2 separate regions of the Zea mays genome follow, and region 2 is linked to region 1. Evidence: chromatin contacts called from public Hi-C data. All regions are on one chromosome and are shown on one strand. Each heading gives the region's core, a stretch centred on a gene start, on an enhancer-like site or on the middle of the called end of the contact. The rest is flanking DNA. Distances are from core to core; before and after follow the strand shown. Region 1 holds the start of LOC109940574. Region 2 has its middle 43 kb from the start of LOC103630408.

Region 1 (4,368 bases), core at 1,319-3,818:
AGACGGGGACCGCCTAATGTCAGGTGACAAGACAATGATGATACGATTCCTAAGTCCCATCCTGGCATCTGGTCATCTGGAGCTAAGAGAGGGTACACTCACAAGTGTGTGGATATATATGCAGGGCAGGAGTCCAGGACCATGTGGAATGTGCATTTGTGTCTACTAATTATTGATTAAGTAATAATAATTGCGAGTTTGGTACTAAAGTTGATTAAAGAATAATAATTGGGACTAAAGTTGTCAGTCTTCACTCTTCGATCAGTACTTGTTTTATGGCCGGTACCAATTGATATCTTCAACTCGTTAGTGGCTTCAACTGTGGTTGGTGTGGCTGTAGAGTAGCCACGTTCTAGACATCCCTTACCGGTTCTAGCCACTAACCAATACTAAAAGGGTATTTGGATCTCCTGGACTAAAGTTTAGTTCATGTTTTGGATACCAAATTAGGAGGACTAAACATGAACTAAATATAAAAACTAATTGCATAAGTCATGGCTAATTCGTGAATCGAATCTATATTTTGCTACATGAAAATTATGCTAATCATGAATTAATTAAACTTAGCAGATTCGTCTCACAAATTAGCCATGACTTATGCAATTAGTTTTACCGTATGTTTAGTCCTTCTAATTGATATCCAAAACCTAGACTAAACGAAAGTACAGAGCATCCAAACATCCACTAAATGGAGCTATATGGCCACAAAGGAGCCACACACTATGTACTGGCAGTGCTGCTATGATGGCTCGCAATGACGGGCAGCGGCAGTGCCCGTCCAAACATCCACTAAATGGAGCTACATGGCCACAAAGGAGCCACACACTATGTACTGGCAGTGCTGCTATGATGGCTCGCAATGACGGGTAGCGGCAGTGCCGCGCAGTGGAGTGGTTGTACCGTGCATTAAAACTTGAACATAATGATCTCAAATTTTCATAGCAACAAGCGCAGAGGGATAGAAGATGTTTCATGAAGTTTGAACTCGAACAAATCAAAACTCCGCAAATAGATTTAAAATCTCGAGTTGAAAGGGGTTTTGTTGGGGTTTTCTCACCTCAAAACAAAACGAGATCAGTTCACGACCACAAACTGCTCGAACCAGATGATTGTAGTGATCCAAAGGCTATATCTTACCCCAAGACAATCCCTAAAACAAACCTCAACTCAAGAACTAGAAGGTTCTTCCAAAATCCGAAGAGAGAAGGGAGGAGAGAAGAGCAAGAACTCAAACAAGTGCAAACTCAAATCAGATTTGAATTGAACTTCAAAAGCACCATGTGCCAAGTGTGGATGCGGTCACACTTTCTCACATTCTCAAGTACATAGATGCAGATTATGAAACACATGTGGATCTCCGCGCTAAAACTCTAGCAACCTAGGAGTGAAAACTAAGTGCTATGAAACAAGTGCCAAAAGATATGGGTGAAACAACTAGCCCTCCCACCTATTTTATAGGGGGTTATAAACCACCTCTAGATACATAGAGCCTATCCACTCAGTCAGGGGCAAAATGAACCAACTCCTAGGTTTTCCATTCGACGGCCACGAGCTCTTCACGAAGTTGCCACCCCTCGGCACACCCTTCGTGATGACACCATGTGCCGCCCTCGATTCCCGCCGGAACCGTACCACCAAGTTTTGAGGCCCAACGAACCAGCCCTCTGTAACGTTGGGGTGGTTTTGACGATCAACCACCAAACTGTCATGAGTAGCGTACTCCATACGCATCCCCCGACGTCCTGGACATGTGTCCCACCAGTCCTCGACTACGCCAACGACACGATCCGCTCTGCCACGTCCTCACACTGGTGCATATCCCAAGTGTCAGCCACCAAGGTAGTCACATGGCTTCTCCAATCCATCGATCAAGGCCGAGCGCTCGTCCTTCATCGCTCCCGGCCCATCGGCACGAACCCGTATGATCTTCACTTTCATCGTCGACCACCGTCTCTGTACTGCACACCTGCAGTCACAAGCCGGGAGATATGATTGCACAATACATAATCTCATACCCGGGTTAGTCTAAAACTCACGTCAAAGTACTAACCATGTTGGCAATAACTCATTATCAACCCGAACGACAAGGGTCTGAAGATATAAGTATTAGTAATACTTTTTACAATCTAGTACTTAGAAAAATTGCTAGCACGTATGCAAGCTTGTCTTAAGATCCTCGTATATTCCATAAGAAAACAATAGTCTCAAAACTCAAATTTAATATATTTGTAATCTAATTAGCGTCCTTGTCTAGTTCAGCACCTCCTTTACATCTTGTTTGCCTCGCACGAACACGCCCAAATGGCAACTACTATAACTAATGGAGGATGGGAAAAGATGAGTGTGTGCTAAAGTTAAGCTCCATTCAACGGTCGACACGTAGGCTGGAGGGTTCTGATTTCGCACACATGGAATGGAATTACCTTTTCGATCACACGTCCTTGTCCGCACAGTCCTCGGATCCAGCTGACCCGGCTCGGCGCCTAGCACACAGAGTTAGCCGAATCCGCCGCCATGTACAGTGAACGGAATCATCGAGACCCCTATGGCCCCTGTACGCTAGTGACTAGTGAGCCTCCCCTCCCACGGCCCCACCCCGCAGGCCCCAGGTGGTGGACGAATCCCGTGCGGGCGGCGGGCGTTCACGACGCGGTGGAGGGTGGACGGCCGCCGGTCGCCCGCGAGGCACGGTCCGCTCCAGCTTCGCGTGCGGCAGCGGCAGGGCAGGGCAGGGCAGGCAGCCGCGGGGGGTCCTGATCCTGGGGTCTGGCACTGGCAGGCACGCGTCGTGCGTGCAACATGCGATGCTGCCAGCGACAGTGGTCCCTTGCTCCTCGGCGCGGGCGCGGGCGCGAGCGGAACGTTCAGGCAGGGCCCCCCCGGCCCCGACCCGGCGGCATGTCGACCAAGGAACATCATCCGGCCAGAGTGGCAGCCTTGGGGTGGTGTGGTGTGGTGGCCTCATCACTGCCTCAGCTCGTCGCACGGTGCATGCACGATGGATCGCGAGATGACTGATTGGCCTGGCCGAACTGATTGGCCCTAGCTTTCCGTGCCTCGGCCGGCCTCTTGCGTGCAGGCGGGTGTGCAGTCTACTCCGGCCGTGATTACCTTGTCTTACCGGTAGTACGTACTATGTACTATGTCATTTATTATCATGTCGTGCTTAATTGGACGGGCGGTCGCAGCTGGTCCTGGTCGGCTCTGCTGGCGATTCGTTCGCCGTCCTTTTGCAGCGACGAACACGTTTGCACGGCAACCCAAGCCTTTTTATTTCCTGCTATGCTGGTCAAGAGAGCGTACGCACGCAAACTTCGCGCTAATTACGTAGTTATGGTTATGGCACGTGTGGTTTTTGTATGCAATCCCTGTCGGTGTCAGTTGTGATGATGTGGAGTGTCTTTTTAGCTCTCTGCAGTGCAGCATCCTCTGTCGTGTCGTTAGCTAAACGAATATTTGTATACGCGGCCGCCGTCATAGCTTTTCCTAGATAAATAGGAGATTAGTGGGGAGCACTATTTCTGAGGCCACTCTTGTTTCATTTCCTAATTCCTAACTTTTAAGGTTCCCTGCTATTGAAAACAGTGTATATAGACAAGTTTTCTTCTTCTTCTTCATGTGGTACTAATTTTATTCTATAAAACTTTTATTATCTCTCTTCTTCGTCTTTACATGACATACCAACTTATTTAACATTTATAAAACTCACATGAAATAACCTATACTAATAAGGCTAATTTTAAGGACAACAGCTTTCTACGTTTTTTTTTTGTTTGATAAAGGAAGCAATTTTATTAGTATCCAAGGCAATACACATCAAAAGGATACAAAGTCTTCGTACGTTTGAATAACAAGTGCATCCCTATCTTCATTGGATTAGAGATTGAAATCGATAAAAGCTGACTTTTATGCCACGGATGGAGAGACCATGGGCGAAGGTCTTGGTTTTGGAATACATTCGTGTGGCCGATTAGATTGAGACCTCTAAGCGATGTGTTTCGTGCCATGCTTTCTCTCTCTTAGCTAATTGTTCTCTTTATAGACATTTACACGTGAAAGGAGATTCTCTAAAAAAAAACCTCCCCGTTCACAGCATTATTTGCTTGTCTCTCTAGTCTCACTTCTCCTGCTCGGCCTCCTCTACTCGACTACTACTCCTTGTCCTCTTTCATCTGACCTTATCTAATACCATACACACAATTACTCCCGTCGTTTATGTATATGTCCGATGTCCACCCTATAAGATCAAGATAATTGATGGCACTCCGCTTTGTTAAAACTACTGAACAATAATTAGAATCTTTGTATGTGCAACACAATTGGTAGGGAAACAAACTGAACTCTTAACTTTTTTAAGGGAAGTTATTT
Region 2 (4,368 bases), core at 1,172-3,671, 110 kb after region 1:
AATATACCAATCACTCAAAATATTAAAGAAACATATAAAAACATCTTCAATTTCACATATAACAAATTATATGATTACATAACTTGATATCTAGACAAATGATAATTAGAGAAGAGTTTTATTCTAGCTAAGTTGGACTCAATTAGATGTTTATAGTGCTATTGATGCTGGTATATTTTACCCACGGGTATGGGTAGTACCAACCCATACCCATACCCGTCTACCCAACGGGTAGAGGTTTTTACCCATTAACATACCCGCGGGTAGAGAAATCATCCCGTACCCGCCTTCATATCGGGTAAAACCCGTCGGGTATTCGGGTTTCGGGTACCCATTGCCATCTCTAATTGGGGCTGACGTAGGAGTGACGAGCTACTGCAAATGCTTGGTGTGTGCTGGCTGAAAGTGATTTTGCACTACTAGCATGCGCAATGCCAGGGGCGGATATGGGCCCTGGGCCACCTGGGCCGTGGCCCGGGTCGTAACACAAAAATGCAGTAGAGATTTTAGCCCAAATAAAATCAAACCATAACTGTACAGATCTTAGCGTTCGTATTCTGCGTCCGTGCCGGCTGGCGGCTGCCGCTGCCTCCCTGCTCGTGTCGTCGTGCGTCCAGCGGTGTCCCGTCCGCCCGCTCGTGACTCCTCCCGTCGTTCGCGCCCAGCCAGTTGACCAGGTGTCCAGTCCAGCCGTCCGGCCGTCCACGCCCAACCAAGCCAGTTTTCTCCCCGTCCGGCAGTGCGTCCAGCACCCGCGTCCAGAGGCCAGAGCGGTAGAGCCTCTCCGTCCGGCCATGCGTGACGACATGTCACATGCGTCCAGCAGTTCCAGCACGGTCTCCAACCAGCTAGCCAGGCGTCCAGACCTCCAGCCGCTAGCCATTCCTAGTTACGGTAAGGAATGTGTAGGTTCAAATTCACGTGCTAACGTTGATGAAGTTATTAGAGGGGGAAGGACCAAATCATCTCTAATTAGGTACTTTGTATATTTTTAATCAAGTTTATTGTATTTTTAGATGCTGAATTGAAGTAAATACTATGTTAGTTTATTTTTGTTGTATATTTTGTTTTAGCGGTATATTTAGCCGTACAATATATTAGGGAATGTTTAAATTAACCTTTAAGTTTTATAGAGTGGCCCGGGGCGTTAATTTTATAGAGCTCCGCCACTGCGCAATGCAATGGGTATATATGCCATTCGGTGTAGACCGCTCCGTTTTCGTCCGAGTTAATTATAAACACAAAGAAAAATTACATCTTTCTTCTTCTTCTTCTTCTTCTTCTTCTTCTTCTTCTTCTTCGGAGCTAGATTTCTTTTCCATTTGATTTTCCTTTGGTGATGTCCACAACTACAAGGCTATCCTGAACACTAGTCCTATATATAGCGCTTAATTACCCTCTATTGATCGAGCTGGATTTCTTCCATATATTCCACATGTTGTTCTTGCGAGAGATCGATCCTGATCGTAAGCTTTTTCGATCAGAGTGCTGCTGGTGTGGTGGCACGTACGTGAGAGTGAGACCTGAGAACAAGCTGCAGCTTTCGCCGGTACGACGACCACCTCGATCCAAATGAAATGAAGCCGCACGGACGAATCCCATCCCGTCATCATGCATGGTCATCAGAGGATCGACATCACAAACCTAGACCAGGCCATGCAGGCCGGGCTAGCTGCAGGCACAAACCTAGACCAGGACCGTCGTCAAGTCGTTAGCATGCGGTACTGCTAGTAGTACTGTCCCTGTACTGCCATCCAAAAAACCCAGCGAAGGCAGCGGCGACGTACTACGCGTACCCCCGGCACGGCGGCACCACCGGCCGGCAGCGCAGCAGACGTAGTACTAGTACGTGGGCGCCGAGTGGAGACCACCGATCACCGAGTGTCCGAATCCATGCACGTACGGCAGCAACACCCGCCGTCCGCCATCAGCCGACCGCGGCTGGCCCTGCCTGCCCGTCGTCGTCTCGTCCGTCGCTCGCGGCTCGCCGTACCGACGCCGCCGCGCGCGCGTACCACGGTGCATGTGCCTACTGCCTCAGCCCTCAAGTGCTAGGCGCTAGCTAGCTAGGGCGAAAAGCCGACAAACGCATGCAGCAAACCGGTCGCCGGCCACGGGCACGCACGTCACGTACATACCCTCGACCTCGAGCGAGGCCTCGACGTCGTCGTGTGTGGCCGGCCGCTCAGTGCGTCGTCACGGTGGAATCCGCGTCCTCGGATTGGGCGTGTGGCGAGTGATGAGTGGTGACCAACGGCTCCGGTGTACGTAGTATAGTGCTCGATCAGGTCGGGTTGTACACGGCGGCCGCCGGCACATGATGATTACACCGAATTGGTGGCGATTGTCAGCAACGGCGGAGGGGCCAGCAGGGCCGCCAGCCAACTAGGTAGCAAAAAAACTTTTTCCTTTTTCCATTTCATGTCCGTTGCATGCTCATATGGGCCGTATTCAGCCCGTGTATTGGCTACCAGTCTGGAAGAACACACCACAGGCTACAAATTTTGAGGAGTGCTTTTTAACGTGTACGTATACTTCAACAGCTTCTTTATTTAAGCAAATGTTAAAAAACTGAAAATTATACTAATTTTTTTTTTAAAAAAAAACACCTCTATCTAGTCATATTGGCGCATGCGTATGTATAAACTTCGTATATGGGCCTTTGTTTTTTTGGCGTGCATGTGGCAGACGCCTCTATGTGCGGCACATGAGTGTAGATTGTATTGAGGAAGCAATTCTCACCCCTGTCACCCGTAACACACTCAAAAACACTATGCAACAGTATGAGCGCAACACACTCAGTTCAACCTTATGATTCGTTTTAATTGCTTTATATAAAAAAATATGTTTAAAATTGTACTTCATGATTCTAAACCACTCAAATCTTAACAAATTAAACTAAATCTTGGAAATTTTTGTTGGTTCAAATATTGTGGTGTTACATATGTCCAAAAGAAAGCTCTCCTACGTTGGTCGATGGCATTCAAAACACACGGAGTTAGGAACGATCACAACGGACATGTAGTGAAGAGGCATGGAACTCAAGACGTTCTGAACCAGGATCATCCGAACGACCCGATTTAGAAGCTTAGCTTTCCATCCAGAAAGATTTTGGTCACAAGATGCAACCAGGGGATAACAATCATACGAGGTTATTTTGTAGGGAGTGAGGGGGAGGCCGAGATGTGGTTAAGGAATGGCCGACACAGTCACACAGCCATACCAAGGATACCAGCAAGCCATTGAGAAGTGGATTCACTCACACACAAGGAGGAAAGTGGTCTTTTGGTATTTAATAGTCAGGCCCATATAGCTAAAGCAAAACATTAAGGGCTTTTTTTGATATATAAAATAGCCTGCTCAGAAGCTCTAGCAATAATGATACTGTCATCCGCATATTGTAAGACAGGACATGGAGCGTTGTCAAGGATATGATGGCGGAGGTCATGTTGGACCCCTCTGTGTTTGATGAGCTGACGAAGGACATTAGCAACAATGATGGACAGATAGGGAGAGATTGGATCCCCTTGACTAAGACCATTTTGCATGGAATCCAAGGACAATGAACTCCATTAAGGGCTTGTTCGTTTGTGCCGGATTGGTGGGTCGGAACGATTCCTAACCGGATTGCTTCTCTAATTTATATAAACTTTGATTAGCCGGAACGATTCCGGGTGCAATCCGACGTAAACGAACAAGGCCTAAGGAGGATAGACAATTTACCAGAGGTGAGAATATCTATCATCCAGTCGCACCACAGCTGAGTGAAGCATCTCCACTCGAGGATCAAGATTAACCTCTCCCAATTAACCGAGTCAAAAGTTATGTAGAAATCGATTTTCATGACAACTGAATGGATTTTCCGTTTAAAACAACAATGCAAAAATATCCATGGCGTATGCATAATTTTTCCAATGTTCCTCTTCTGCACAAACCCAGACCGGTCACCACATACTAAGTGTATATATTTCTATAAACTATATGCTCCATCGTTAAATGCAAGTTGTGCCTTTTGTCCTGTATTGATGCGAATAATGATGTGGATGAGCCTAGCCTACGGGTCGTCTTATCTAGAGTTGTACATTTGGAGCGAGTTTTGTTGGCTGACCCCACAAAAAAGGCACGACATGAGATGAAATAATTTTAGGTCGGGTTAGCCCAACCCAATGCATTGGGTCGTGCTTGGGTCGTAATCGTGGCCCACAGACGGGCACAAGCACGTCCCATTTATGCATGCCCAAAATAGCCCGTTTATAGACACGGAAAAGCTTGTTTATGCATGACCAAAATAGCTCATTTCTAGGTATGAGATGAAGTTTGGTGAAACAAAATTGCATATAACAACCCACACAAGTACCAGCAGGAAGA

The links. A called contact is a pair of places that touch in the nucleus more often than the background predicts.
Region 2: a contact with region 1 is called in a Hi-C map of ear, with 3 times the contacts expected there. The contact joins the enhancer-like site here to the promoter of LOC109940574 in region 1. A contact is called at or near these places in 10 of 25 Hi-C or Micro-C datasets (bundle sheath, ear, endosperm and 3 more).

Annotation. Positions count from the first base shown.
Region 1 is chr6:160,811,467-160,815,834 of Zm-B73-REFERENCE-NAM-5.0, forward strand. It overlaps LOC109940574, which reads left to right and starts at 2,569. Exons shown (of 1, transcript NM_001365075.1): 1 at 2,569-3,273. The coding sequence starts at 2,800. The coding sequence ends at 3,018.
Region 2 is chr6:160,924,705-160,929,072 of Zm-B73-REFERENCE-NAM-5.0, forward strand. No RefSeq gene overlaps it. Among protein-coding and RNA genes, the nearest start is that of LOC103630408, 43 kb to the right of the region's middle. Within about 2 kb of position 2,422, at least 16 of the 20 cell types and tissues checked have an H3K27ac peak or open chromatin away from gene starts, as enhancers often do. A contact at or near this core is called in ear, endosperm, leaf and 1 more, where this site is marked.